Regions from separate parts of the Sus scrofa genome. Here all the other regions are linked to region 1. The links are chromatin contacts, called in public Hi-C and HiChIP or PLAC-seq maps. All regions are on one chromosome and are shown on one strand. The core of a region is the stretch at or near the end of the contact, and the rest is flanking DNA. Distances in the headings are between cores, read along the strand shown.

Region 1 (4,910 bases), core at 1,260-3,759:
GGAACCATGAGGTTGTGGGTTCAATCCCTGGCCTTGCTCAGTGGGTTAAGGATCTGGCGTTGCCCTGAGCTGTGGTGTAGGTTGCAAACGCAGCTCAGATCCCATGTTGCTGTGGCTCTGGCGTAGGCCGGAGGCTACAGCTCTGATTAGACCCCTAGCCTGGGAACCTCCATATGCCGCGGGAGTGGCCCTAGAAAAGGCAAAAAGACACACACACACAAAAGAAAGAAAGGAAGGAAGGAAGGAAGGAAGACAAGACAAGAAAGAAAGAAAGAAAGAAAGAAAGAAAGAAAGAAAGAAAGAAAGAAAGAAAGAAAGAAAGAAAATAAATCACAAGAATAGGAGCTCTCGTCATGGCTCAGTGGTTAACGAACCCAACTAGTGTTCATGAGGATGCCAGTTCGATCCCTGGCCTCGCTCAGTGCGTTAAGGATCTGGCATTGTGGTGAGCTGGGGTGTAGGTCAAAGAGGCAGCTTGGATCTGGCATTGCTGTGGCTGTGGCGTAGGCCAGCAGCTGCAGCTCCGATTGGACCCTTAGTCTGGGAACCTCCGTATGCCTCAGGTGCGGCCCCAAAAAGACCCAAAAAAAGGAAAGTCACAAGAATAATTAAAGAACTCTCACTGAAGGGCTGGAGTTGCTGAGATCAGGAGGAGTCCTTGACATGTACCCCTTCCCTGGAGGTGGGTCTCAGAGACTAAATCCAATTTGAATGTGGGGGGACGCGGACAGTGTTCTCCCGGCCAAGCGATCTGAACGAGAGCAGGGAAGGAAAAGGAGCCACAGGCCGCACGTACGGCGAGCATGCGCAGTTCAGCTTGGTTGCGGCAAGGGTGTGGACAACAGGTTATCAAAGCTACCCACTGCCGAGCTCTCCCTCTGAGCTAACCGCTGGGTGTGGGCTGGCTCTGTTAACTTCTTTGAGCTTTACAGCTCTGCAACAGATGACATCACACTCATTTGACAAAACAGTAGAAGCCCACTGAAGAGTTCAGGCAAGAAAAGCTGCCCATTTGGAGCTGTGATCCTGGAAAATGACTCTGGCATCTGTGAGTAAGATGGAGTGTCCTGGAGGAAAACAGGAAGAGAGACCCTGTCCGTTGTTGAGGTTGTGGCAACTGACCCAGTGACATCCAGGGGAGGGCTGACCTGCCGAGGGACGATGGAGAAGAGAGGGTGCTCGAAGGGCGTTGCAGAGGTCAGGTCTAGAGAGTTAGTAAGCTGACTGCATGGGAACATAAAAAACAATAATAATGATGCTGAAGTTGCAACCCAGGATGGCCGTGAAGATGCCAGAGGGAGAATGGGAGGGAGGGCCTTGGAAGGACCAGGGATGGATCTGGTTGGCGCTAGGTTTGGAGAACAGCCCGGGTAGGGCTCCAGGAGATGATGCGAAGTGGGAGGCTGGCAACCCAGAGACAGACGCTGGTGAGCAGAGATGTCTTAAGAGTTAACAGTAGACCCGTAGCTGGATGTCTTCATAAAACCGAACACTCTGTAGAGCTGCGTCGAAGAGACATGACACGACGACGAAACCCCCAGATTCTGATGTTCCAAGGTTATCGAAAATGTATTATCATTCAGTCCTTTAGCTTAAAACTGTGTTTGGTGAAGTGTGATTAAACAAAAATAGCTTCATGGAGTTCCCTTTGTGGCTCAGCAGTAATGAACCCCACTTTTATGCACGAAGACACAGGCTGGATCCCTGGCCTCGCTCAGTAGGTTAAGGAACCAGCGTTGCTGTGGCTGTGGTGCAGGCCCAAAGCTGCTGCTCAGATTTGACCCCTAGCCTGGGAACCTCCATACACCATGGGTGCTGCCCAGAAAAAAAAAAAAAAGACAAAAAAATAGCTTCATCTGGAGTTCCTGTCATGGCGCAGTGGTTAACGAATCCGACTAGAAACCATGAGGTTTCAGGTTCGGTCCCTGGCCTTGCTCCTTGGGTTGAGGATCTGGCGTTGTCATGAGCTGTGGTGTAGGTCGCTGACAAGGCTCGGATCCTGTGTTGCTGTGGCTCTGGTGTTGGCCGTCGGCTACAACTCTGATTAGATCCCCAGCCTGGGAACCTCCATGTGCCGCGGGAGCGGCCCTAGGAAAGGCAAAAAAAAAAGACCAAAAAAAAACCCCAGCTTCGTCATATTAATTTTGTTTTGGGGGGAATTTTTTTTTAGAGAAATTGTGTGTGGGGGGGGTGTTGTGTGTGTGTGTGTGTGTGTGGTTTTTCCTAACAACAACGTAGAATAAAAGCAGATTTCATGATGTATCTTCAGAATTGGAGAGCTGGTAGCATTTTTTCCAAATCCCCAAGTAAATGACTTCCTTTTGAATCTAAAGCATAAATCATGATTGTACTTTCTTTCTGGGGCTTCTGCCTCTTGTCAAATTAACAGCTTTCGAAAGAAACGCATATTTTCAGCTGGCCCGCGGTTGAAGCTAACATTTCTACCCCACACTGTTCTCAGACATCTGACTTAGGGTGGATGGAGGGAGGCCAGGCTTTCAGAACCTGCTGCGTGTGGCCGGGTCCCCTTCCTCTGGCCCCAAACAGTTCAGTCGCTCTACCTCGCAGGGGCCGCCTTCGGCTAATGAATCCTTAGCTCCAAGTTTTCCCTCCTTCTAATGAGTGCTAATAAAATGCATTTACCTCTGCTAATGCAACAAAAACTCAGCATTATTTCATTGTATCTACTTAACAAGAACCTCGTTTAATATCGAATTACGTCCTGCTCAGCCAAAGCATTATACCGGGGGATGGGGGGCTGTAACAGGAAAGTATCAAATGCTCTGAGGGACATGCCTTCTTAATATGCCCTGCAGTCTTACGTGATGGCTGAATTCATTTAGCCAAGCTGGTCTGATCCTTCTGCCAACTGTTTGGTAAAATTTACCGCAATGCTAGGCAACCAGTCCCACCACACAGGCTAGAAATATAGTATTGCTTTTCCTGGGACCAAGCTATTAACAGTTGTTTGGGGAGAGGCCACAGGCCACGGGGCAGATACTGTTACAAAAAGGAAGAAGTTTCGGAGGTGCTTCATTTTAGAAAATAGTTACAGCAAATCCAATTTTTATTAATGCATTTTCCCCTAATTGTTTATGGTCTAATTGCAGAAGAATTCATATTTATTTCAGATTTATCTTCGGTGAATGGTGACACCCAATCTCCTATTTGTCTTTGCCGTGAACTCCTCTGCCTTCTTTTTGTTTGTTTGTTTGTTTTTATCTTTATGTGTTTTTAGGGCCACATCCATGGGATATGGAGGTTCCCAGGCTATGGGTCTAATTGGAGCTACAGCCGCCAGCCTACATCACAGCTCACAGCAACAACAGATCCTTAACCCAATGAGCGAGGCCAGGGATTGAACCCGCAACCTCATGGTTCCTGGTCGGGTTCGTTAACCACTGAGCCACAACGGGAACTCCTCTGCCTTCTTTTTTGAAGCAGCCCCTCACTCAGGTAACTATCAGTAACAAATACCTGCTGGAAGTTTTCCATTTAAAGAAGCATGTGGTAATTTGACTAATCATTGCTGGAGCCAATTACCTGTCAATTAGAAAGAAGAGCTGTTATTTTCACTATCCTCAGCAGATTTTGTGACCTGGAATATTCCTGGTCCTCCTGTCACCCGAAAGGTCACATTTAGAGAGGTTTTCCTCTGCATTGTTTCTTAAGGTACAGGATTCTATCACTTGGATGGTTTGCTTATTAAGAAGCGGGAGATACCCTTCTTTTGAGTCTTTGAAGAAAGACTTTTCCGTGGGCTTAACAAGATAAAAGACGTCGAAGAGAGGAAGAGCTTCCGTCCATTTCATTAATATTTATTCAGAAGACTCTACTGTTCTCTATAGAGGAACGGAGTCCACACATTGCTGAGGAAAATGAGTGTAAAAGAGAACAGTTACCTCTTGAGACCTTGTAACCGGTCACCCAACAAGAAAATAGGGGAAGCAGCAGGAACCCATGCAAGATTTACCTGGGGGGCATCAGCTAGCATCCTGAAGACCCCAAAGTCATTGTTGCTCAGTTTCTAACAAGCGGCTTGGGTCAGAATTTACATTCTGGCAAACTACCAAGTATAGTCTCCTATTCTCCCTCGATCCCACTCCTCTTGGGTGGATGGAGTAAAGAGGGACCTCTGAGCATCCCTGCATCCCTGCATCCCTGCATCCCTGCATCCCTGCATCCCTGCAGGCAGGGACGATTCAGGGGATGACTGCCGGCATCAAGTGGCTTCTATAGCATCTCTCTTGGCATCTCAGAAGAGATGGTGGGTATTTCTACCCAAAGGGGAAGTAGGCCTTTGTTCAAAAGCGCCTCTGGATGAGACAGACACCACCACTTTTTTGTAGCTTCTCATTATAAATTTAGTGGGTTTTTTCTTTTTTCTTCTTCCAAACTCTAGTTTCTGACCAGAATATAAAATAAGTTTGAAAATATAAATGACTTCTGAGGATAGCATGAAATAAACCAGAAATAAAGAGTCAATGGCTGGTTCTAGGGGATAAGGAATATTAATGTGAAAATTCACCCTAGGTGATCGAGTTTTCTCTTATTGGGAGACTCTGGTTGTAGACTGTTTGTTTGTTTATGGACAATGTTAAGTAATTTTACATCGCATATATGGATTCCTGAGTATTGATAGAAAAAAAAAGTCTCAGCAGCTTTGTGGTGCAAAGATTAATTAAAAATTAGCTTCATGGAAGCTTAGGAGAAAATAAATCATATATTGGGTTTTCCTTCATGAAAACTTAGACGAATACCCTTTTCGAAAGCCAGTCTTTCCCCAAATGTAGGGAAGACGAGCCTTTGTCCAAATGAAGGCATTGCGAGAAGTGGCTGGAATCAACCAGTTTATGAGTCGAGCTTTCTTTCCCTGAGATATTGTCCGACTGGCCTCATGTAACTGTGAG
Region 2 (4,910 bases), core at 1,497-3,996, 490 kb after region 1:
AGGGAGCCTCAAGGGAGTAGCTGGGGTCTAGAAGGTTCCTCGTCCTCTGTCCTCTGTTCCACACAGATGCCTGCAGGTGGGTGGGGACCCCTGTCGCAGAAGCGAACACAGCAGAAACACTCTTGCCATCAAATGGCAATCAAAGCTCTTACAGCTCCCACGCGTCCCCTCAGAAGCGAGGTTCATTTTAAAAAGAATCCCTCCAGCAACTTCAGGGCCCTCACTATTCTCCTACCTTCCCCAGCTGCCAGCTTTGAGCTTTCTGCTTCTCCGAGACAGTCTCTCACATTGACTTTCCCCTTGAGGAATTTTTGGAGATGATATTAGCAGATGCCCTTTTAAACCCAAAGCCGAACACCAATGGCAGGTTTGGGTTTGTTTAGTAAACGGCTCGCTTCTGTCCTACATTCCTGACAAGTTCCTACTGACTGCTTCGCTTATGCTTAAAGCGATCTTTTAAAAGTCCTACCTGAAATAACTGAAGCAGCTTTATTCTAATGGACATACAATAAACGGCAGGTATTTAAAGTGTACGACTTGATGAGTTTTAACAAAGGGACACACCCAAAAAGCCGTCCCTCCCACCGAAACGAGCTGGGGTTTGGAACCGGCACGTGCACACCCGTGGTGAAGGAATGACTGACCAAGAAGGACCTGCTGCACAGCACAGGGAACTCTACCCAGTGTTCCGCGATGGTCCCCGTGGGGAAAGAACCGGAAAGAGAACGGAGCTGTGTCCATGCAGAACTCCATCCCTTTGCTGCACAGCAGAAATTGTCGCAACACTGTAAGCCAGCTCGACTTCAATACAACTTTAAAAAGTGAAAAAAAGAGAGAAACATAGCCATCACCCTCCAGAGTTTCTTCAAGCTCGTCTCAAACCTATTTAATAGCAAAATCACATAGGTTCTGCCCTAGATCTGACCAGAACCAGCTGCCTGCCCCTGGGTCTCTTTGCAAGTTTTCATACCCTCCCATGTTAAGGAAGGGGTTGGATTAGACCATCTCGCTCGTCCTTTAAGCCCAGGCTCTAGTCTGGAGCCCAGCCTACGAGGGTGGATGGTCACCCATGGGGTCTCTTATTTGTTCTTTCTGCCCAGAAAATTCATCCTCCAGCTAGGACACAGCACGTGACACAACAGTATTTCTAAAACCTTTTGAGCAAAAGTCCATCCACTCCAGTGCGCCTGTAACGGGGCTGCCCAGTGCAGTCATGCACAGCCCCACCCTCAGAAGGGGCACGCACTTGGACTTGCCATCCTGAAATCCCCAATAATTGTATCTTTGAATGTGTGCTTCATAAGTGAGGTCCCTGGGACAATGGAGCAGGGGACGTGGCACTCTTCTCATAGGCAATCCTACCTCCACCATCTCCCCACTTTTCGCCTCTCGGCTGGCTGCTCTCTCTGCCCTGGTTCTTTGGTCCCTTGTGATGCCATCTCAAAGCACTGTATCCACCATCTGGGGTAGAAACCAAGGAACCCTGGAGGGAGAGGCTTGCATTCTGCTGTCATCCTCTGCCCCCAGCAGGAGGAGGACCAGGGGTAAGATGTCCACGCTGTAGAATCTTGGAACAGGGTCACCCTGCACCTGGCTGGCAGCACCACTGCACATTTGAATGGCAACTTGGGGGACGGGCGGGTGAGCTTCAATCCAGGTAGCAAGCAATCCAGGCACAGGTGGGGCCGCTGGCATTAGAGGAGGGGAAACTGCCTCTGCCACCCCACCTGCCTCCACATTTTCATTTTGCGCCAGGGCCCACAGAGTATCTCTAAGACTGTATTTTATGACTATAAATGGCCTCGTGCCGTCTAGGAACCAACAGGACTGTGTCTCATCTATGCTAATACAGGAAATGACATTTCCGAAGCCACAGGTAATGACTATTTGACGATCCTCAGCCCCTGGTCAGCAGGTCACCCAGGGGCCACCAGAGACAGATGGCGAATCTCCACCTGGTTCAAGGAACAGTACAAGATGGTACTAACCGAGCTGGGGATGGAGCTGCAGTCAAGGCCAGGCTGTTGTGTTGCCGAAATCTCAGCCGCCTCTGCACACGGATGACGCCAAATAGAAACCCAGAGGCAGAGCTGGAAGAAACAGAAAAAGTAGCTTTAATTGCCAGGCAAAGAGGGGACACAGCGGGCTAGTGCCTCGAAGACTGTGTCCTTCTTTTAGAGGGGCTAGTGAGGAGTCTTAGTGTTGAAGGAGCCGGGGTGTTAGGAGATGTGCAACAAGAGATGCAGCTTTGCTACAGCAGCTATCACATCTTCCCCACTGGTGGGTGGCGAGGTCCCTGGGGCTCCGCATCATCAGCCTTCTGGGGCCGACGTGCTGCGGGCAGCACCTGCTGACTTCTTCCACCTGCCGGGGCTTCGGCACCTGTCAAACGGCTTCAAGGACATTGCTCAGAATATTATCTATAGTCTTTGAAGAACTGAAGGTGCTCGACGGTGTTGAAGGGCTAAGCTCTTATTGCCCTGTCTTGCTTGGCTGTTTTCCTTTTTCTCTGTACTTCTCACTTCTCTGATTAAACTCATTTTTGATTAGCGGTTTTCTATGTATAAAAAGGCAGGTGGAGCCATGAGTGGGGTCCCCCCCGGGAGGCTCGCAGGGTCCGGCTTGGGTAGGGTGGCACCGGGAGAAGCATCTAAGTAGATGACAAGCCTTCCTGCTCCGAGTCAGGGCCCTGCCTGCCCTCCTCCAGAAGCCTGTCCCACCACCGCGCCGCTGCTTGAGATGGCTTTGATGGAAGGCAGCACCTGTCCTCCTTTGCTGCGGCTGCCGCGGCAAAGACCCACAGACTGGGCGGCTTAGAGCAGCAGGATTTTCCTGCCTCATGGTTCTGGAGGCTGAAGTCTGAGATCAGCACGTCAGCAGGGCTGGTCCCTTCTGCTGTGACGGAAAATCCCAGCCTATCGCAGGCCTGGTCCAGCCTCTGCCGGTTTGCAGGCAGCCTCTGGCCGTCCTTGGCTTGAAGGGGCATCGGCCTGACCTCTGGCTTCGCCTTCACATTGCATCCCCCCTCCGTGTGCATCCGTGGGTGCAATTCCCCTTTACAAGGACAAAGGCCCTGTTAAACGAGGGCCGCCCCACTCCGGTATTATGACACCAACATAACTAAGTATGTCTGCAACAAACCTATTTCCAAATAAGGTCACATTCTGAGGTATTAGTGGTTAGGATTCCAACGTGAATTTCAGGGGGAACACAATCCAACCCATAATAGCCCGTGAGTCAACCGTCAGAGACCACGCTTCAACAGTGACTCCTGGGGGAGGAAGAGCATTGGCCAGCTCAAAACCCACACCAAGGGCGAGCGAGGTTTTTTCTGTTTGTTTTGTTTTGCTTTGTTTGTCTTTTGAGGGCCGCACTCGCTGTATATGGAGGTTCCCAGGCTAGGGGTCGAATCAGAGCTGTAGACGCCGGCCTATACCACAGCCACAGCAACTCGGGATCCAAGCCTTGTCTGCGACCTACACCACAGCTCATGGCAACACCAGATCCTTAACCCACTGAGCGAGGCCAGGGATCGAACCCGCGTCCTCATGGATGCCAGTCAGGTTCATTACAGCTGAGCCAGGCCGGGAACTCCAAGTTTTGACTAGAGAGAGAAAAGTCGCCTGCAGGTCTGTTGGTTCTCAAAGGCAGTCGGGGGTCAGGACAGAGGATTAGAGGGAGCGAGAAGAAGCAAGAGAATGAGGAGTCATCACACGGTAAGGGGGTAAAAGGCCACAGAGAAGAAGGAGACCAAGGACAGGTTTTGTGGGCTCCACGAAGGCCTGAGTGCACTTTTGAAGCTCGAGGAAAGCTGCCTTTTGAAAAAGGTGGCCTGTCTCCAGTCTGTAACTTCATTCTCATTTTCCCAATTTGAAAACTTAGACACACACACACACACACACACACACCATCAGAGAGCTCGTCTCTAACAAGCTTCCCGCAAAGGGAGTTCTTCCAGGAAGAAATCTTCATCTCCCGCTCAGTGTCCAGGCCTGAATCAACACTTCCTCGCTGTGTTAAGCAAAATCCTGCGGCATCTGCAGGCCTGGACATCAGAAGCCAGTTACAAAAGAAGAAAAGAAGTTGCAATTGCTGCAGCTTCCTGAAAAGCAGCAATTAATTCAACGCTTCTTCAAATGTGTGCGAGTGTCCTAGAATGTACGTACGAAATGGCAGGTGGGTATTTAAAATCCAATTTGGAACCGCTGCCTTGTCAGCAGTCGGCTCCAGCACCTGCAGTCTCTGCTGCAGTCCTGCCTTCCGAACAGCATGCCATGGTGCTGGCTAACTGCTTCAATAGCAGACGAAACGTATGTGCGATTCCAATGAATACACTTATTTATGACCCTAAATGCTCAACAGATTAGCAGACTTTAAAAATTCATTTACACTTCTGTTCTGAACCCATAGACTTGTTCGCTTCATAAACATGAGCTCATAGTAAGGAACTATTAGCATTTCACAATTGCTGTTTGGGGCGCCTGGCAAGGAGGGGCTGCATAGATGGGTTTTACTTTTTTTTGAAGCCACGTGTGTTGAAATTCTTCTGCAGGGGGACACGACCAAGCCTGGGCCAGGAGTGGTGTCTCATGGTTTTGAACGGCCCTGGCAGTCCCGAATAAGGATTGGAGTGAATAAATCTAACTTCTCTTTGCATCCTGCCAAATACCCTACCAGGTAGGTCCTAGCATGATCCCACGCATGTGACACACACTCCCGGCCTCGACTCCAAATGGAAGAAGAGAGCCTGACAGGAAAAACAAAAGTAAGGGACCTGGGTATGTTTTGCTGTAGCAAAACATCACAGACTGGGGGCCTTAAGCCACAGAAATGTATTTCTCATACTCTGGAGGCTGCAAGTCCAAGCTCCAAGTGCCAGCAGGGGCAGCTTCGGCTTAGGGCTCCCTTCC
Region 3 (4,910 bases), core at 1,778-4,277, 470 kb after region 1:
GGCCACCTGTCCTATATCCTGTATTTTCTAAGGGGCCACTGAGCAACACAAGCACATGCCTTCAAGTTGTAGACCCTGGAAGCAGGTACAGCCATGAGGGCGTGAGAGAGGTCCCAAGGCTCCCAGGAACAGGTCTTATTTTGCTGCTGGTTCTATTTCCAATCATTTTGAGGGCGGATGTTCATTCTCGACCCCTTTAAGTGTTTGAAACATGGCTGCCTTCAGAAGGCCTGAGTCACATTTTATGACAGCTTGGAAAATACTATGGTTTTTCCTAGTCTTTAGAGCACACCGTTAGGCTGAAATTAACCACATAGGTTTGAAGCTAGTTAGACACAGGGTGTAGTCAAGTCACAGCGTTTGGTAGCTTCAGAAAGCCCCCAGGTGTAACAAAGTGGATCGCTGCGGGAAGCCGAGGAGATACAAGGAGCTGAGGAAGGGAGCTTGCCTGAACGATGCAATTCCGAGGGCAAGCCCCTAATCAAGAAAAGGGGCCTGTCTGAACGGTGCAATTCCGAGGGCAGATTCCTAAACAAGGAGACGTCTGCCTGTAGGGCACAATTTGAGGACAGACCCCAGAAGACAATAAGGCTTGCGTGCTGATGATTCCTGGAACTGAATTTTCCAGGAAACAATTTCCATTTTACGTTGCTGAGTGAGGATTGTTCCATGGATGACATAGTCTTTTCTGTTATCCACTTGTTATTCAGTTTTCCTCAGTCTTTCCAGATTATTTACTTATTATTCTTATTTTCCATTCTTATTTTCCTGTGGTGATTTGTGATTTAACAAAATTACAACAATAATATAATAAGAATTTCATCCTGAAGGACTTTCCCCTATTTAAATCCAACTTAGTTAGAACATAGTGTTTATCTACTAACTAGTTATATAGTAAACTTTAGAGTTAGGATTTTAATGAGGTTCATAGAAGTTAGACATGTATTATCCATGAAACCTAGCTGTGAGTTTTGTCCTTGATTTAAAAAGCTTTCAAGTGATAGCTAGTTAAGTTGGTTTATATTTTCTTACACTGTCTCCCTGCCATAAAGCTTTAAAGATAAGCACCAGTCTAAAAACAAGATTTGTGAATGCCAAATTCTTGTGTCTGTGACCTCTTCAACTTGTGGAGACTGGCTGGCCATGGGATGATTTGCACTGAGTCTCCTCCTTTCCACATGATGTATTGTACCTAGTTGCCCTTAAGTTGTACTCACTAAGTTTAGTTAAGATAAAGATCTTAAAACATGATGGATTGTACCTAATTGCCCTTAAATTGTACCCACTAAGTTAAGATAAAGATCTTAAAACATAATGTATAGCTGCTATACCATGTAATAGTTAACCAATGTACTTTTAACACTGTGATGTAATCTGTAGTAAAAAGCTGTCTATATAATCAACCACTTATGCCAATAAAATTTGAGCAGTCCAGCGCCCTGAAAGAAGGGACAAAGAGGCTGTCTCTGTATGTACATTTGCCAACTCTGTCCATCTCCTATCAGGAAAGTGTACACTCCCTGGCCGCCGGAGCTGGCCTCTGGCAGATCGTCAGGACGGTAACTGGAAATGATGCAAGACACCAACAGAGAAAGCAGTGGAGTAGAGTTAAATAATAATAATAGCAATCATGATAAAGAGAATACTGGTTTTGCATGTATAATAAAAAAGACAAACTAGTTCACAGAGCATGCAGATTTATGAAAACAGTTTTTAAATGAGAGGAAGCATGAAAAAAAATTTTTAAATGTAATTGTTTTCTTGTTGCCCCCAGCTCTCTGAAACAGAGGGAATCATGCAGTAAGAGAGTTAAGAACCTTTTGAGCATTATCTCTTTATATGAACATGTGTCTTTATCATTGATTCCTGGCTTCTCTCTTTTCAAAAAATCCAGTGTTTTAATTGGCCACCTGTATTCATTCTCTCATCATAGTTATGGATAAAAATAATTTTACTCACTTCCACTTTTATCTAAAATTAAATGAAATTTTTTGACTCTTTAGTCATATCCACAGCTTGCACTGAAAATACTTTCATTGAAAATGACTCTTGTGTACAGAAAATTCTCTCAGGCATTCTCCTGCCACCAGCAAAGTGACCCAAACTTCTTAAGGTCACTTTGAGTCCTTAATACTGCCCCTGCTTCTTCAGATCAGACTCCTTCATCCAGGACAAGAAAGACAGAAGAAGGAAGGAGTTTCAAATGTGCTTAAAACTGCCATCTCCCTCAATTTAAAGTTAATCAGAGGGAGAGTAAACAGTTGTTTCTAAGACATAACTGAGAGGGAGTTCCCGTTGTGGTTCAGCAGATTAAGAACATGACATAATCTCTGTAAGGATGCAGCTTTGATCCCTGGCCTCCCTCAGTGGGTTAAGAACCCAGCATTGCAGCAAGCTACAGCACAGGTCGCAGATGTGGCTCAGATCTGGTGTTGCATATGCCAGCAGCTGCATCTTTGATTCAACCCCTAGGCCGGGAACGTTCATATGCTGCAGGTGCGACCATAAAAAGAAAAAAAAAAAAGAAAAAAAAAAAAAAGATTCTGAGAGTTATTCAAAACATAAATGGAGATTTCGTTCTTTAGTTTTTTATATGTCCTTGTCTGTGACTTTTTGACCTACGTAAAAACATTACCATGATCCATTTGAGAAGGAGCAATTCAAGTTTTCTCCTGACTGGCAAGATGTGTGCTTTCTCCCTCCTCCCCAGAGCAAACACATATTCTCATATTGATCTGCTGTCAAAAGGTGATTCTTGCACAAAATTAGCCTGCAAATATTCTTGCCCCTAAGCAGATGTCTTTGAGCACAAACATGAGGATGATTCATCTTTTCAAACAGAATGTGACTGGCAAAAATGTTGTATTGCTTTAATTTTGCCTTTGGGTTTAAAAAAAAAAAAAAAAAGCAGCAACTCAGCTATTACTGAATGAGCTCCTTATTCTTCAGCATTGAGTGTGACTTGACCAGAAGGGCACATAAACAGTCTGCTCACTCTAAGAACAGCTGGTGGACTCTCTGGGTACAGTCAGCAAATTTTCTGGCTGTGTCAGAGCTTGCTTGGGATGGCTACCAGGGAAGCAAAGATATTCCTCAGGCAGGTGGGACTTCTAAAATTGGCCAGTGGCTCAGAAAAATAAAAAGTTCAAGGCCCTAGGTAACTGAAGCTCACCACGCAGCCCAGATCAGCCTCTTTTCCGTTTGAGATTCAGCCACCCACCCGGAAAACCAAAGTTCCCCTTCGTCACCACCAGCATCTTCATCCTCACTGTCCTGAGTATCACCCAGGGGGATTAATCAAACGCCCCCCCCGCCCCCGCCCCGCGTGCGCTCGCGCATGATACAGAATCTGATGCAGAACAAACACAAAAGAAGCAGTCTCTCCTCCCCAGATCCTGTGCCTCTTGCTGAAGCCCATTTACCAGACTGTACTGGAGTGAATGGTGCAGGTGCCTGCAGGTGTGCACTTCTGCTGTAGCCTGGGAGGCTCCACTTGAGATACTGCCACTTACTCATTCTTTTTTGCCTGTCACACTACCCTGCCAGTGATGCATCATTCAAAGAAGGATTCTAAACAAAATTCAAGTGGAACCTAATAAAAATTCATCATCCAACATGAAGCCCCGAAGTGATCATTTATTGAAAGATACGCTGAGACATGCCGATAACTGCACATTTATAAATATTACACAGATTAAAAACATACAAGCAAATCGCTGTTATTTTCATTAATGAAGCAGAACTTAAGACCCCATTAATATTTGCCTTAGGAATGTTGTTCACGTTTTCGTTTGTCTGTTTGTTTGTTTGGTCTGCCTGCATGTGGAAGTTCCTAGGCCAGGGATCAAACCTGTACCACAGGAACATTAACCCGCTGCACCACGAGGGAACTCCAGGAACGTTATACAGAGATTTGATATGTGCTCAGGTCCCAGTAAGACAAGTAAGTAAGCTTTCCCCAAGAAAGGTCACAGGGGAGTATAACTCGGCACATTCTGGGAGAGAAGGGAGAATCAGTGAGAAATGAATTAAATACGGCTGATGAACCGTAACAGGATAAACTCTGTGTGTGTCTGTGTGTACCTGTGTATGTATGTGTGTACGTGTGTGTACCTATGTGTGTGTGTGTGTACCTGTGTGTGTGTGTGACCTGTGTATGTTTCTCCAGATCTCATCGCCTTTACCTTACAAAGCTGTGGTACAAGTGTGTTTCATAATCACCGTTAAAAAATGTCCCTTTCACATGGAACATATTTAGTTCATTTGAGTTACTGGTACTTACATACCACTTACTATGTAAGTCAAGTTTTGTTCTAAGCAAGAGACCAGCAAACTATGACCCACAGGGCCAAATCCAAGCTGTCGTCTGTTTCATTAGCAAAGCTTTACACACAGCCGCAGCAACGCCAGATCCCTGATCCACTGAGCGAGGTCAGGGATCGAACCCGCATCCTCATGTATACTAGTCGGATTCATTTCCACTGCACCACAACGGGAATGCCCAGACTATTTTATTTCAATGCAATATATGTGCAATAAATGTTTGCACTACAGGAGCATTTTCTGAAATATATGGGAAATAACCGATACATATTTGAAATTGCTGTGAAATTTTGGTGGGTTTTTTTTTGTTTTTATCCTCTGTTTTTACTTTTATTTTAATCATTACAAAAATCATCCCCTGCTTGGCTATTCTAAGATCAAAACTCCTCTGTGGGAGTGTCCAAAACACCCATGCCACCAGTCCTGCTGGTCAGTTTGGCCTTCTTGCCCTGGAAGTCTGCTAGGGCTTGGAAGATGTGACCCAACTCTGTTTGTGTCTCTTTCAGACTGAAATCCTGATTTCCATCCCCTTCTGAATGTGCCACTTTAACTCCCCAAACAGACATCTCCAAATAGGAGATAAAGGG
Region 4 (4,910 bases), core at 931-3,430, 380 kb after region 1:
ACAGAAAATTCACCGTAGAGAAATGAGCATGGAAGCAGAAAACCGGTCAGGAGACCTTGTGAGGGTGACAGTGGCGTGGCTGTGCGCAAAGGCCGTGGAGGTGACACACTCAGATGTGGCTGGTCTCGGTTCGAAGGAAAGCATAGGTTGCCTTGCAGAAAGCCTCCAGGCAGCCGTGCCCACCTGTGTTCCTGGAACCTAGGGCTCCTGAGAAGGTGGCGGGCCGGGAGTTTAGCATCTCCAGCGCCCCCTGCTGGTCGCTGCCGCAAACGCGTAGCTTTACCAGGTTGGCACAGGGGGTTCCGTGTGGCCCCCCACCTAAGAGGTCTGACACCCAGAGCTGGTCACCTGCATCTACCCCTCCACGACGTCACTTACATTAGCCAACATGAAGAAAAAGAATACCAATAATGACCAGAAGAATACCAATAATGACCAGAAGAATGCCAGTAATGACCAGTGCAAATTTGCATTCACTAAATCTCATAGGCGTATATAATCATAACATGAAACCCCCAAATCAAAGATAGGGGAAAAAACAAGTGATGGCACAAAAAGGGAGAAAAAGCAGAACTCTTTATTTAATAACTTTATAGTTACCTGGCAGCTTTGAAATGTGGTTCTTTGGTTATAGCATTATAATATTATACTACTAAGTATAATATTAACTACTAAGCAAATTGTAATAAAACTGAAGTGTCCGGAAAGGGTACAATTTGTGCAATTATTAAATCGTACTGCTATTGTGTTGTTTCTTCCTTGATTTGATTTTCAGTTTTTAACTTGGTTTTTACTCTGGTTTTTCTGAAGAATAAACCAAGAAAATAAGTTACAACAGTGGTCCCACCACCATGATTAATTTTAGTAAAATGATTAACAGTTGTTTTAAAAATTAATAAGGTTATGGCATTCCCGTCGTGGCTCAGCTGTAACGAACCTGACTAGTATCCATGAGGACCCAGGTTTGATCCCAGGCCTCGCTCAGTGGTTAAAAATCCGGTGTTGCTGTGAGCTGTGGTGTAGGTGGCAGACACGGCTCAGATGTGGCGTTGTTGTGGCTGTGGTGTAGGCTGGCAGCTGCGGCTCTGATTCGACCCCCAGACTGGGAACTTCCATATGCCACAGATGTGGCCCTACAAAGAAAAAAAAAAAAAAAAAAAAAAAGAAGAAAAAGAAAAAGTTGATGTATTCTGAAAACTCAGCAGCAACTGCAGTTTCTCAGAACTTAGACCAACAATTTTTTTTTTGTTTGTTTTGGTGAAGTCTGTTTTCGCTAACTGGTAAAAAGAAACAGGCAGACTTGCAGTTGGTTGCATGGGCGTTTTCCCTTTTCTAGAGACCGTGCATGTCCCCTTAGTGCCTGAAAGGAAGCTGGCAATCTCCCCCTGCGTGGTCAGCCCTGGACCTGCCTCCAGCTGCAGTGAGGCTGCCTTGCATCTCCCCAGGCCCAGTGTCAGGGGATCTGAGCCCCCAGTGAGGGCAGGAGGGAAGGAGCGGGACTTTGGCGGGTCAGAGAGACCTTGGTGGAAGGAAATGAGAGCGGAGGTCTCTCTTGTCCCCGCTCAGTAGGACAGGATGGTTCCTGTGAGCAGGGCACCTCAGATGGTCCTCTGGGGCCAGGCAATGACAGGAAGGGGGAGTCTGGCGTGGGGCAGGCCTGGGGAGATGCACCCAAAGGCAGGTGTGAAGTCAGCTGCAGCCAGGAGCAGCCCTGCGGGAGCACTGGCAGCAGAGACCGCCCCTCCCTCCCCTTTGGCCTGGAATCTCGCTTTTACTATTTTGCTTTTTTGAAGGAAAGCAAAAGGGAAGGAAGAGGAGGGATGGGAGGGAGCGAGAATGAACAAACGGGAGGAGGAAGGAAGCAAGAGGAGGAGGAGGAAGAGGGCAGAATGAGCAGAAAGGCCTGTAAAGGCTGCACCAGCTCCCGGCCGCCAGCTCTGACCGCTGCTGGCCTGGGTGCCCTCTCCTCTTCGAGGCAGTGTAACCAGTCCTCCAGGGGCGAAGGCTCCCTGGGTAGCAGAGAGGCGAGGGCGCATCCAGCACTGCTGATGCGCGGAGGCCCTTTGGGCGCTGCTGGCCTCTGGCTCCCGCTTGGGAAAAGGCAGACCCCCTTCCTCACCTAGGACAAGCTCCCCATCCACGGGCGGCTCGGCTTCTCTTCCTGCTCCCGCTTCGCAGCGCCAGCTGCACACGAGCTCACGCTGCGGCACAGCCGGCCAGCTAACAGGCCAAGTTCAAGGGGCCCCCGTGGGCCGCCAAGAGCAATTTCCCCCCTGTAACTGGAGCAGACAAGCTGCACGCAGCTCGTGTAATATTTTCACCAGATGCCGTATTGAAAGAAAGCTGCTCCATGGGGAAAACCCTCCAAAGACTTTTCTTTGTAAACAGACCTGATGATAAAGACATGCTAAGTCCTGGAGCCCAGAGGCTGTCAAGGGGTTTACACGATACCCATTGCTTCTTATCTCCCAGGCACCGCGGAGTTGAACATAAGCTAGAGCTAAGCGCTAAATTCATTAGACACATGTCAGCATCTGTCTGTCAGAAACCAGAAGCTTTCCCTGCCAGTTGGGCCACTCCCTGGTTTAGGGAAAGATTGAAAATTGTCCAGCATATTTTCTGAGGCTGTTAGAAAGGCCTGGGTTTCACGGGTTTGAGTTCTTTGCTTTTACCCGGCAGAAGTAAAGTGCAAAAGCCCAGATGTAGGTCATCTGAAACGTGTTTCAAAAAATAAATTCAGGAGTTCCTGTGGTGGCTCAGCAAGTTAAAAACCTGACCAGCATCTGAGGATGTGGGTTCGATCCCTGGCCTCCCTCAGTGGGTTCAGGATCCGGCGTTGCCGTGAGCTGTGGTGTAGGTCACAGATGCGGCTCAGATCCTGTGTTGCTGTGGCTATGGTGTAGGCCGGCAGCTGCAGCTCCAATTTGACCCCTAGCCTGGGAACCTCCATATGCCACAGATGTGGCCCTAAAAAGAAAAAGAAATTCACACACACGCACAAGAAAGACCGGGTGAATGAACACCGAAGTGTTTATGATGATGTTATCCGTAGACGGTGGGATAAAGGACCACTGATTTCCTTTTCGTGCAATTCTATTGCGTAACTCAGGTGGTCTATGACGAATATTTACTTACTTTGGTCACAAGAGGAAAGCAATCCACACAAACTCTGACAAAGGGAGCATACATGATGTATTAGTTTGCCAAGGTTGCGATGACAAAGTGCTTGTATTGGGTGACTTAAGAGCAGAAATGGGAGTTCCCATCGTGGCTCAGTGGTTAACGAATTCGATTAGGAACCATGAGGTTGCAGGTTTGATCCCTGGCCTTGCTCAGTGGGTTTAGGATCCGGTGTTGCCATGATCCTTTGCCGTGAGCTGTGGTGCAGGTTGCAGACGTGGCTCAGATCCCACATTGCTGTGGCTGTGGCGTAGGCCGGCGGCTACAGCTCCGATTCAACCCCTAGCCTGGGAACCTCCATAGGCCACAGGTGAGACCCTAAAAAGACAAAGGAAGAAAGAAACTCCCCAGAAGACAACCTGCTGTGAGCTGAGGTCAAAAGAATGACAAGCTCCCTGGGCAGGTGGCAGGCACATTGCAAATACCGGCACAGAGGCAGCAGTGCCTGGAACCAGCCGATGGAGAGGCTGCAGCCTGGCAATTAGGAAACAGCCAGGCTACCCGTGTCTAATGGGCATCTGAGCCAACCCAGGGCAGCCATCGCTGTGACCTCGATGTTCCTGAACGTTCCAACACTTTCTAACATGGAAAAGTATTGTTCCCCCTGCTCCCCCCCCCCCCCCCCCCGCCAGCAAGGACATGCAAGACAGAGGCAAAGTCCCTGGCATCAGACAGTGTTTTCAGCTAGGGTCATTGAGGCCCCAGCTGCGCTGTTCCAGACAGAAGCTCTTGCAGGCAAGTCAAAAGTTGCGTACCATTTATTTGCGTGGACACAGCAAAACTCTGCAATATGCCAGCCCCACTACCCTCTGGCTGAAAATTCACTGTTTCAGAAGGCAAGAGTTACAACACCATTAGAATGTGCAGTGCTTCATTATGTGGCGGTCATAATTTCCATGAAAATATTGAGAAACGGAAGCAAACATCCATTGGAATAGATTTTGCAATATGTGAGAACAAGGAAATACAATTAATTTTCAATCATTTGGTTGTCTCGCTCAGAGGAAATGAAAAAAAAATCATTAAATTTTTCCTAAGAAAACTCATGTGTTCTGGGGCCCAGAATTAATAGAAATGCTTGCAATAATTTTACCCAGGTTTCTAAGCCTGGACTCTGCAAACCCTTGTAATTACATGCGTGCGTATATATGCTTTGTTACGGAGAGAAACTGTATCTTTGATCAAAATCTGAAAGGGGTGCACCATGGATCTAGTGCTCAGAACCTTTAGTTTATGGGAAAACAATGACACATAATTCACAATAGAATAGTTGCGGAGTCTTGATCAGAGTGGGGTCTCTGCAGTCTTTCAATAGCATTACATTTTTAGGAAGAGTTTGGGGCCTCCGTGAAAGGTTACCCACACTTCCCTATCTGACACTGTCCAGTAAGAATCCGGATAAATCTGTCATTTGTGTGGGGACACAGAGGGGCCCAGGGAAAGCAGATCTGATTGACAGAAATGGGCAGAAACTTCCAACCAAATTATTCATTGTGTAAGCCTTTAGGTCTAATTTCTCAGTCTCTTAACATTTAGGGAATGCTTCAAAGAGGCTAGAAAATTGGCAGTGCAGCATTTGTCCTCATGGGCGTTTTTATTAAATTAAAAGCAGATACATAGTCCCACACCGAAATCAGCTAAAGAAAGCTGCTCTCTACTGCTTAGCTTTCTGTGAAAGACTGGCTTTGAATTACCTTGATCCATGTCGAATTGTCACACCTCCCTTCAGC
Region 5 (4,910 bases), core at 1,135-3,634, 280 kb after region 1:
TTGTTTATTTTGTTTTTTAGGGCCACACATGCGGTATATGGACGTTCTCAGGCTAGGGTCAAATCAGAGCTGTAGCTGCCGGCCCACACCACAGCCACAGCAATGTCAGATCTGAGCCACATCTGTGACCTACACTGCATCTCACGGCAATGCCGGATCCTTAACCCGCTGAGCGAGGCTAGGGATCAAACCTGCATCCTCATGGATCCTAGTTGGGTTTGTTACCTACCACTGAGCCACAGTGGGAACGCTCTGAGGAAAGAATCTTAACAGAAGTTTTGAAGTTAGCCAACAAGAAAAATTCATCTACTCGCTCCTTGATTCATTCATTTGAAAAATACCAATTGCATCCACCAGGGCTTGGGTCCAATGTCAAGTCCTGAGGTTACATCTGTGAACAAGGCATAGTCTAGACACTCAAAAGTGCTCACTTGCAAGTGAGGAGAGCCACCCATAAGCGGGCCTTGATCATGCAAACTGATGAGATAGGAGATGGGAGAGGGCAAAGTGCGGAGGACACACCTGGGAGGCTACCAAGCCCGCCTCCAGAACTCCCTGGGGAGTCGCGTGGCATGTTTGATGCCTGCAACTCACCCCAGTGACACTTTGTTATTCTTTACGGTTAACGTGTATACAAGGAAGTGATTAAACAACATGAGTGGGGTGTGTGTGTTTGTGTTTATGCACGTAAAAAAGGATCCTGAACAGAACCACAGCTTGTGACAGGATAGTATTTAAATATTTAAATACTGAAGCTCGTGGTTTTATTTATTTATTTATTTATGTATTTGAAGCTGAAGCTCAGAGAAAGGATTTGATGTCTTAGACCCCAGGGCTGAGCCGTATCTGGAACCCAGGTCTCCAAGCTCTCTACATGCACCGATTTAATATTTACAGCTGTAACCTTTGTACATCTTACCCAGAAGAAGGGCCCCTGGTCACGGAGGCTCAGAAGACGGAATCTCTAGGCCATATTTGACCACCAAGAATCTGGGAGAGCCTCAATTCACTGTCCCGAGTTCCATCTGCCCATCTGTAACCTGAGCAAGGGCTTCGCCACGTCGTCTGGTGTCCCCGACAGTTATTCAGAATAGATGAGAGTGTCTTATCCACAAATACGCTGAACACAAGTATTGTTGAAGAAAGGAGTTTAGACACACACACACACACACACACACACACACACACACACACACATTATGCCAATGCATCGCCCTTCTCAGATTCAGAAGCCACTGCTGGTGTTCTCCTTACTCCGAGTCTCGGGAGCACTGGCCTGTACAGCTGACATCAAAAACAGAATGGTTTCCTATTGGAAACGACAATCTATGAGCTGTTGCAGGACAAGCCCTGGGGTGGGGAGGCTCTGATCTTCTAGAACCTGCTGGTGGGCTGCTGCTGCAGGTACCCAGCCCTGGACCTGAGCCACGGAACAGACACTGAGGAGGGCAAAGACAGAGAGAACGAACCAACTGACCACGGAAGATAATGACCCCAGTGAAACCAAGTGCCTAAAGGGGACAGACGTCCATGTGGGAGAGGAGGAGAGGAGAGAGGGAGAGAGAGCAACAGAGAGACGTGGAGGAGGAGGAAGAGGAGGAGCAGGAGGGAGGAGGAAACAAGAGAACAGGAGCACGTGGGAGCTTCGAGTCAACAGTCGAGACCCAAATGAACGACATGGAAGATCAAGCTGAAGGACGCTATGAAGCCTGGAGCAAATATTCGAGCCTCACTCTCAGTAAGACAAAGAGCCTGGATAAAATCCCTTTAAGGTGAGACTGCACAAAGCATCGTGCTGGATCTGCTGGGCAGCTCCCCAGAACTCCAGCCCCTGTGGCCAATGCCAGGGGGAAGAGTTTGGGGTCTGGTGCGTTCTGGACCCAGATTCCCATGGTAGCATTTAGCCGCTAGATTATCCCGAGCCTGGGAGATGTTGACACCCCCCCCCCTTTCCCTGGGCCAGTGTCAGCCCCAGGCACTGTGCTGAGGTTGTGTAGAAAGGGGCAGGCTCCCCCTGGAGATCCCCACCCAGGGATCCCCGGGCAACACTCCTCCAAGGACTTTTCTTCTCTAGGAACTCGCTTCTGTCAGCCTCTCTTGTCTGTCCACTGGCTCCTAAGCCTTCCATCTGCAAGTTCAGTTTCTAAGTCAACAGGACCCCCAGACAGGCCTCCGGTCCCCTTGGGGGAACTGTCAGGATCTGTGTGTGTGTGTGTTGCAAGCAAGCTCATTGCATGGACCTGGCACAGGCGGGATCCAGCTCCCTTCCAGGGCCACGTGACCCTGGCAGCATTACTCACTTGGGTGCCCTCCAGCAGGGGCAGCTGGGGACACCTCCCTAGAGTGACTACAGCGTTTATCACGGGGATGACTCAGCCCGCCCGAGCCTCTCTCTCCCTGAAAAGGGAATCTGAGGCCAGGGCCGGGGTGAGAGTGTCCATTAGACCATCTATAGCCTCGGGAGCCCGGAAACTCCCCTCACCTGGGAAGCACGCAGGACGGACGGACGGGATGAGTAAAGCTCAGGTCAGTGGCTCAGAAACTCAGAGTGAAGCATGACTTTATTCTAGAAGCTTGGGTGACCGGTGGGGCTCAGGATCTGGAACCCTCAGGGAGATCCTACTCAGCCACCTGATGGCAATATTTTCATTGCACATTTCCATGCATTCCATCTAACTGATTTCACTCTCATCTTTATTTCGTCTTTGTCATTTCTAAGGCTTGTCAATAATTGATCCCTAAGTAGAGGAGTGACATAGCACAGTCATAGGGTGGGTTCCGCCTGGTTTCCTGGTCAAGGACAGGCTCTATTTCCTTTGTCTGAGCAGGCGATGTTGGTCTCTCCGCATCAGAGAGCTCTACCTGTCTAGCTGTGTCCATCCATCTTTCTGTCATCTATGAGACTGGTCTCACCTCCCCGTTGGCCTCCTCCCCAGGGCTAGCTTCCCCTCGTGGTCCTCGTCCCCAGGGCATCCAGCACGCTGATGAGCACGTGGCGGATACTGACTCCACTCTTGTTGCTTGCTTGTTTACAATCTTAAAGACCCAAGGGACAGGAGTTTCACAGCCTCGCCAGTTGCTAAATCCAAGATCTAAATTCACTCAGAGCTTTTGAGAACAAAAGTCTTCATGTTGCCTGCCATCTCTTACGCGATTGCAAAACCAACATCTGTGGCTTCATTGGTTAATTTCTCTCCACTGGCCTCTTGCTTAACTCTGAGATGTTCTGATGTTACTATGGATAATAGTTCCTGGAGGTTTATGATGAAAACAACTGTTATTTTTACGGTGTGTAATCACTTACAAAATGCCTCTGCAGGTATTTTTACTTAGTGCCTCGCACTCTGTGGTGTAAGTGCACCTTGCAGCCTTTGACTGCAGAGGCATAACCGGCTCGGGGGGCAGGTGCTGCTCTGAAGTCCAGGGCGCGTCTGTAGTGTGTCTGATGGTCCTTTTGGCCCCTTCCGGTGCCCCATCCTATTTTCTCCTACACGCATTGTCCCTAATAAATGTTCTTGCTCACTTGCGCCGTCTTCACACCTGCTTCTCAGAGGACCCAGCCTCTCCAGAGTGGCCACAGGGCCCCTTCTCTGGGTGGCCAGAGCATACCCTGGATTTCTCTCCATCAGAGGATGGAGTCAACTGCATCCTGCCTCCTGCCTGTTCCTGTCTGTCTCCCATCGGACCTGAATCACTAACCATAATGTAATAAGATGGATGCTGGAAGTGCTGGAGGAAGGGATTCATTGCACTGGGGAGCTGAGGGATGAGCCCCGGGAGAGCCAGAGGGCTTTGCAGTCGAGAGACCCTCAGCTGCGTCTTGAAGGATGGGTGGAATCCAGTAAAGACAATGGTGTCAGTACTGGATGCGGTGGAAACAAAATGAGGAAAGTGATGGTCTTTTGGAGCCTGAGAACTGTGCTAGTATGGCTGGACCGTCCCTGCAGAAGTGCAGCAGCTGTAATGGAAATGTCATGCTGAATGATTTTTTACTTTATGCTTCATGTAACGGTTCTCGGGCAACTTTTTTTTTTCTCCTTTTAGGGCCACACTCAAGGCATATGGAGGTTCCCGGGCTAGGGGTCAAGTAGGAGCTGCAGCTGCCAGCCTACATCCCAGCGACAGCAACTCAGGATCCGAGCCACGCCTGTGACCTGCACCACAGCTCACGGCAGCACCAGATCTTTAACCCACTGATGGAGGCCAGGGATAAAACCCGTATCCTCATGGTTCCTAGTCGGGTTCATTAAACACTGAGCCACAAAGAGACCTCCTCAAACAACTTTTTTAATTAAACTATAGTTGGAGTTCCCGTGTGGCACAGTGGAAATGAAATTGACTAGTGTCCAAAAGGATGCGGATTTGGTCCCTGGCCTTGCCCAATGGGTTAGGGATCCTACATCGCTATGAGCTGTGGTGTAGGTCACAGACTTTGCTTGGATCTCGAGTTGCTGTGGCTGTGGTGTAGGGTGTAGGCTGGCAGCTGCAGCTTCAATTCAATCCCTAGCCTGGGAACTTCCATATGCTGAAGGTGCAGCCCTACAAAGCAAAAAAAATTAATCAATTAATTAAACCATAGTTGATTTACAAATTTGTGTTACTTTCAGGTATACAGCAAAGTGATTCAGGTGTATATATATACACACACACATATATGGACACATTCTTCTGTTCATTTTTTATTAAACTATAGTTGATTTACAGGTTTGTGTTACTTGCAGGCATACACGAAGGGGTCCTTTCTGAATATATATATATATATATATATATATATATATATATATATATATATCTGAATCACACATATAGAGACATTTATATTCTTTTGTTCATTTTTTATTAAAGTATAACCGATTTACAATATTGTGCCAATCTCTGCTGTCCAGCAAAGTGACCCAGTCATTCATATG
Region 6 (4,910 bases), core at 1,667-4,166, 260 kb after region 1:
TTTTTGTGACAAATGTCGCCTTTATCATCAACAGCTGAATCCTAACACATGTTGAGAATGTAAACAAAACTCAGGGTTATTAGCACATTCTGATTTTAAACAACCATCTCCTCAGTGTTTTCAACATTACACTGCAGAATGGTTACAGAAGAAAAATCACAGTGTACCCAGTTTTTTTTGTTCTGTTTGCCTATGCTTCTTTCTTTCAGTTCTCCTTGATACATGGTATTTACTTTCTTTGAGATAAGCAGCCACCTCTCTGAAATTCCAATGTTTTCAATTTTTTTTTTTTCCCCCACAGCGTTTGTCTCAGACCTAAGTCCCCCTGGGCAATGGTTGGTCACCACTGTTGCCATGGAGATTTCTAGGCTTGGTCCCTTGGTCCCAAGATTCCATTGGTCCCCACTGGAGAAAAAATGCACATGGGTTCTACAACTGTTTAAAGGTACAATAGTTAGAAATATTCTTATCCCCTTGGTGCTCTCGGTTTTCCTACCTGTGAAATGGGTTGATTCCACTGCTGGCTTTGACCAGGCAATTGCTATGAGCCATTTAGAAAAATACAGGTATGAATTAACCATTGGCTAATCTGGTTTGAAGCAGTATTTTTTCCTGACTCAGTTGGAAAAAAAAAAAAAAAACTCTTCATTTAGGTCGTATTTTAGTAAATACGTTAACCACGGAAAACGTTTAAATTTTAAAGGGCTCAAATCTGTAATTTATCAGATTTTTTAGAGACTTCTTTTATTACTTCTATTCTTAAATTCACTTTTTCCCACTTGGAGTTTTAGATATTTTTTCTCTTATTATCTTCTCGTTGTGGTTTTCTTCTTAAATACTCAATTTTTTTTCCAGCTTTCATTTATTTTTTGTATGTCTGAAAGGGAAGGCCTATACTGATATTTTTTCCCCTCAAAATTCTAACGGTTTTTGTACCACTGTACAAACAGTACGGATAAGCCCACGTTTCTCCATTGCACCTCGATGCCTGTTTTACCGTGTTTGGGAATCTCATGTATACAAATGAGTCTTCTGAGAGAAAGGTAATTTTTCTTCCTTTCAAACCACACAGCATCATGTATTTTGTCTTCCTTATATTTTTCTAAAAATGTGTCTGTGCTCTCGGTAAGACTGTGACCTTTCCAAGGGTATGGGGAATATGTGTGTGCCTCTGCCTAACCTTCTCTCCCATCTTCAGCCCTTCACTCACAATACACTGTTTGAGCTGGATTCTGAGATCACATACCAGAGACACACGCAAGGACAGAGGCAGGAAAAGGTAGATGCAGTAAAAATACTTTAGATGAAAGCAGAGTCAAGGCTGCTGGTCAGCACCCTTGACAGCTGTTCCACAGGACAGGGTAGAAGGCTGTGACGCCAGCTTCTATAAAGGGACGCCCTCACTAGGTAGTCCTGAATGGGGGCCCGTAGACCCTAAGCCCCGTGCCCTTCCCAGCCCTCCCCCCCACCCCACTTGTCTGGATCCCCCGACCTGAGCTTTCCCATCTGAATGAGAAGGACAGATCCATTTAGGACACCAGGCAGGAGGAAGCTCAGAGCCAGGCAGATGCCCTCATCAGCACAGCAATCACTCTTTCCCACCCTCTGTGTAACTAGGCTGCGGATCATTCCAGAACTCATCGATGTTCATTTTGAGCAGTAGAGGTGCAACGACAAACTGCCGTCCCAACCTTGGGATGACATCAGGTCTCTCACTCCTTGTGCCTTGTCCATGAACCAGTAGTCGTTGATTCCTTTGCTAGGGTCCTTTCTGTCCATAAATTTACATGCCTAGGTCATGTGTTATCTCAGGATGGACATATGTCACCCTTTCTAGCAAGAGGCATCTGAGCTATTAATAGTAGAACCAAATTCCTTCAGCCTTTGTAAACTCTGGGAGAAGATGCAATTGCATAACCTCGAGTCCCCTTATAAGAAGCCTGCTTGATGTCCCAAGTCCCAGAAAGGATAATCCCCACCAGGGCAGCTCAGGTGTCACTCTGCTCTTTCTCGGTTTCAGAAGGGATGACTGCAAATTGATGTCCTGCTCACTAAGGTCACTTAGAGTGAGCGTGAGGCCAAGAAGTGTAACCCTTCCTTGACCCCACTCCTTTGCCCTTGGAGGATGGGTAGTTATTGAATTGTCTTGAAAATACTACATCAGTCCACTGGAATTCGAAGAAAGCACGGTGGTTTAGAAGAATTAGTCCAGTGGGTCTGTGTTTGAATCCAGACTCTACTATATTGGGATACATGACTGAGTCTGGTTATCTAACCTCTCTGAGCCCGGGTCTCTGCATCCATTAAGCAGAATAACAACCATCTCATAGAGGTGTTGTTCAGACAAGTCCTATGTTTGCAGTGCCTGGCCCAGAGTAAGCTCTCAATACGACATGGCTATAATTAGGAGTGGAGTAAGCAGGGTTTATTTAGAGGTTCTTGGATGGTATGGGCAGAGATCAGTGAGGATGAGGATCGAGTTCTTCCCTGTGTGTTCTCTGGGGCACGGCCAGGGTGAGGACAGAGCTGCATATGGGCCATTAGATTGCTCCAGTGGTGGCACCTTCCTGGTAGTAGGAAGAGTTGGTACCGCAGTGGATGGTGAGAATTGTAGGCAACTGCTGTGCTGGAGAGCTGGGGCCTGGCCAGGTTTATGGGGCTCTTCCTGCACACCCCGCCTTGGTCAAAGTCCACCTCTTGCATATTCTTCCCTACAGGTGCAATACTGGTGGTGGACGCTGCTTGCAGTGTGACGGTAAGGTGCAAGCACACATGGTCCCATGTACTAGTGCCACCTGCTGTGGTGTTTCCCAGAGAAAAGAAGGGGGCAGCTCATGTCTGGGCACCTTGAGCCCTGGCTCCCCCTCCCTCCACCTGGAAAGAAGTGAAGAGCCATGTTTGGCCACTTGGCCTTACCTTTATTAATAGAAGCCTTGGTAACATCATCTGGGAGAAAAATAAAAGCCCTGGCAGAAGTGGGTATGTATTTTCAGATGACAGTTTATATTTAGACACTGGATTACGCCCCTTAGGAGACACGAAAGAAGAGGAAGCGAGACTGGGGCTGAGCATCTGGCCCGGACAAATGTCATCACTCAAAGAGATGGCGTTCAGCGCACGTGCACAGCAGAGTGGAGAAAAGTGGAAGACCCAGAGCTCGCCCGCCTCCGGCCCTCCGCACTGCCCGCGGTGCTGGGGGCACAGTCCCCAACATTAGGGCTGGACCAGCTGGGAGGGGGAGCCTGGCCACGGGGCACATTCATGGGCCAAAAACGTCCCTACTGGGCCAAGGAGTGACACGGACAAGGTGAAGTGAATGGATGGACACAGGGGCGTGAGGCCGAGCACGCCTCACCTCTGAGGTACACGTTGCCGTTTTGCTCCGAGGCCCTCTAAGGCCTCACGTCATCGTTTGAGGCAGAACTGGAGGCGGATGTGTTAACTTGGCACGCAGTTATCACCTGTCTGTGGAGGTGGTACAATCTGTTCTCGGATAATTTTTAAGTTAAAATTTTATTGTTGCTTCCTCTGAAGTCCATTAAGCACCATAAACACAAAAATGCTCCCCCCCCTTTTCTTCAGCTGCCTTCCTTGTGTTATCTCATTTTGTGCTCATAAGATCCATGTAAAAGTCGTTGAATAGCCCCAGACTTGTGAATATAAATGCTATTAATAGAATCATTGTAGACTTTTTTTTTTTAAATCCAGAGAAATGGTACTAAACATATTTTGAAAAACAGGAGTTCCCGTCCTGATGCAGCGGAAATGAATCCAACTAGGAACCATGAGGCTGTGGGTTCAATCCCTGGCCTTGCTGGGTGGGTTAAGGATCCGGTGTTGCTGTGAGCCGTGGTGTAGGCTGTAGATGCAGCTCGGATCTGGTATTGCTGTGGCTGTGGTATAGGCCGGCGGCTACAGCTCTGATTAGACCCCTAGCCTGGGAACCTCCCTATGCTGGGGGTGCGGCCCTGAAAAGACAAAAGACAAAAAAATAAATAAATCCACCCAGAGAAAACTACTTAATATTTTAGTGAACCTATTTCCATCATATTTCCATTCCTATTTTAAGTTGTTGAGCTGCTCTACATAAAATGCTGTGCCGTATTTTTTCAGCTAATCGTATACCATAAGTATTTACGATGCAAAAAAGTGGCTCAAATAGAAATAAGCTGGTAAGGGTTAGCTAGAGGCTGCCGTAAGCAGCTGAGAATGGTCCGAGTCAAGCTCATTTGTGCATTTTGGCATCACAGAGGCTCTTCCAAACACAGCAGGGGTGAAAAGATTAGTGCATCTGCTGGAAATTTGGGGTCAGTCATAAGCATGTAGTTAGGGAAAGTCATGTGAGGTTCAGCTTTACGCTCTGGAATCATGTCACCGTTTAAAGATGACATCAGGGCGTTCTGGGCTTATGCGCTCCTAACGACTTCCAGACCGAGTGCATTCCATGAATGGTCGGGAGGATGAAGCCTCTGGATGCTGCGGCCTGCAAAGCCCACCTGGGGCTGACTCACCCAGCTGGACTGCCTTTTTGCAGACATCGTGGTTCATCACAATATGGATATTATAACTGCAAAGGCCATAGATAGATACAGACAGACAGACAGACATAGATTCATAGATGGCGACATAGATACATAGAGACACCTGTCTATATCCATCTATCTCTATATCCGTATCTATCACTTTTCTGTATCATCTATCTATCTATCAGTCTATTTTTCTATCTAAGGGTTTCAGGGTAAGATGTTACAGCAACAAAATATCACCCCTGAGATCATCCTTGAGGGGACTTAGAGGAAAATTTTCATACACATATAACTGCATTCCCTGAGCTGAGAGCCTGTCCCTGTTGACCCAGGGCTCCTTCTCCTGCTGAACCATGGCTCATCACGGGGGCAGGTCCCGATCAG

Evidence for each region. Hi-C and Micro-C count contacts between places; a contact is called where the count stands out from the background. HiChIP or PLAC-seq counts read pairs in DNA pulled down with a chosen protein or histone mark.
Region 2: an H3K27ac HiChIP or PLAC-seq map of skeletal muscle shows a contact between it and region 1, with 4 times the contacts expected there. The contact joins two enhancer-like sites. A contact is called at or near these places in 2 of 47 Hi-C or Micro-C datasets (embryonic fibroblasts and skeletal muscle) and 1 of 2 datasets of contacts at active chromatin or transcription factors (skeletal muscle).
Region 3: an H3K27ac HiChIP or PLAC-seq map of skeletal muscle shows a contact between it and region 1, with 4 times the contacts expected there. The contact joins two enhancer-like sites. A contact is called at or near these places in 2 of 47 Hi-C or Micro-C datasets (embryonic fibroblasts and skeletal muscle) and 1 of 2 datasets of contacts at active chromatin or transcription factors (skeletal muscle).
Region 4: a Hi-C map of skeletal muscle shows a contact between it and region 1, with 4 times the contacts expected there. The contact joins two enhancer-like sites. A contact is called at or near these places in 4 of 47 Hi-C or Micro-C datasets (epiblast stem cells, fetal skeletal muscle and skeletal muscle) and 1 of 2 datasets of contacts at active chromatin or transcription factors (skeletal muscle).
Region 5: a contact with region 1 is called in an H3K27ac HiChIP or PLAC-seq map of skeletal muscle. The contact joins two enhancer-like sites. A contact is called at or near these places in 1 of 47 Hi-C or Micro-C datasets (skeletal muscle) and 1 of 2 datasets of contacts at active chromatin or transcription factors (skeletal muscle).
Region 6: a contact with region 1 is called in an H3K27ac HiChIP or PLAC-seq map of skeletal muscle. The contact joins two enhancer-like sites. A contact is called at or near these places in 3 of 47 Hi-C or Micro-C datasets (psoas muscle and skeletal muscle) and 1 of 2 datasets of contacts at active chromatin or transcription factors (skeletal muscle).

Annotation. Positions count from the first base shown.
Region 1 is chr10:10,738,757-10,743,666 of Sscrofa11.1, forward strand. All of the region lies in intron 1 of LOC110255633 (a long non-coding RNA gene), which reads left to right. Among named protein-coding and RNA genes, the nearest start is that of DUSP10, 160 kb to the right of the region's middle. Within about 2 kb of position 2,510, at least 4 of the 83 cell types and tissues checked have an H3K27ac peak or open chromatin away from gene starts, as enhancers often do. A contact at or near this core is called in fetal skeletal muscle and skeletal muscle, where this site is marked.
Region 2 is chr10:11,232,010-11,236,919 of Sscrofa11.1, forward strand. It overlaps LOC110255736, which reads right to left. Exons shown (of 7, transcript XM_021065090.1): 4 at 1,989-2,090. Among named protein-coding and RNA genes, the nearest start is that of TRNAT-UGU, 79 kb to the right of the region's middle. Within about 2 kb of position 2,747, at least 4 of the 83 cell types and tissues checked have an H3K27ac peak or open chromatin away from gene starts, as enhancers often do. A contact at or near this core is called in skeletal muscle, where this site is marked.
Region 3 is chr10:11,212,119-11,217,028 of Sscrofa11.1, forward strand. All of the region lies in intron 4 of LOC110255736, which reads right to left. Among named protein-coding and RNA genes, the nearest start is that of TRNAT-UGU, 99 kb to the right of the region's middle. Within about 2 kb of position 3,028, at least 2 of the 83 cell types and tissues checked have an H3K27ac peak or open chromatin away from gene starts, as enhancers often do. A contact at or near this core is called in skeletal muscle, where this site is marked.
Region 4 is chr10:11,118,016-11,122,925 of Sscrofa11.1, forward strand. All of the region lies in intron 5 of LOC110255736, which reads right to left. Among named protein-coding and RNA genes, the nearest start is that of TRNAT-UGU, 190 kb to the right of the region's middle. Within about 2 kb of position 2,181, at least 19 of the 83 cell types and tissues checked have an H3K27ac peak or open chromatin away from gene starts, as enhancers often do. A contact at or near this core is called in fetal skeletal muscle and skeletal muscle, where this site is marked.
Region 5 is chr10:11,023,362-11,028,271 of Sscrofa11.1, forward strand. All of the region lies in intron 2 of LOC100520091 (a long non-coding RNA gene), which reads right to left. LOC110255581 (a long non-coding RNA gene) reads left to right here. Exons shown (of 2, transcript XR_002336123.1): 1 at 1-2,526. Among named protein-coding and RNA genes, the nearest start is that of DUSP10, 120 kb to the left of the region's middle. Within about 2 kb of position 2,385, at least 28 of the 83 cell types and tissues checked have an H3K27ac peak or open chromatin away from gene starts, as enhancers often do. A contact at or near this core is called in skeletal muscle, where this site is marked.
Region 6 is chr10:11,001,880-11,006,789 of Sscrofa11.1, forward strand. The region is part of intron 3 of LOC100520091 (a long non-coding RNA gene); the gene reads right to left. Among named protein-coding and RNA genes, the nearest start is that of DUSP10, 98 kb to the left of the region's middle. Within about 2 kb of position 2,917, at least 5 of the 83 cell types and tissues checked have an H3K27ac peak or open chromatin away from gene starts, as enhancers often do. A contact at or near this core is called in skeletal muscle, where this site is marked.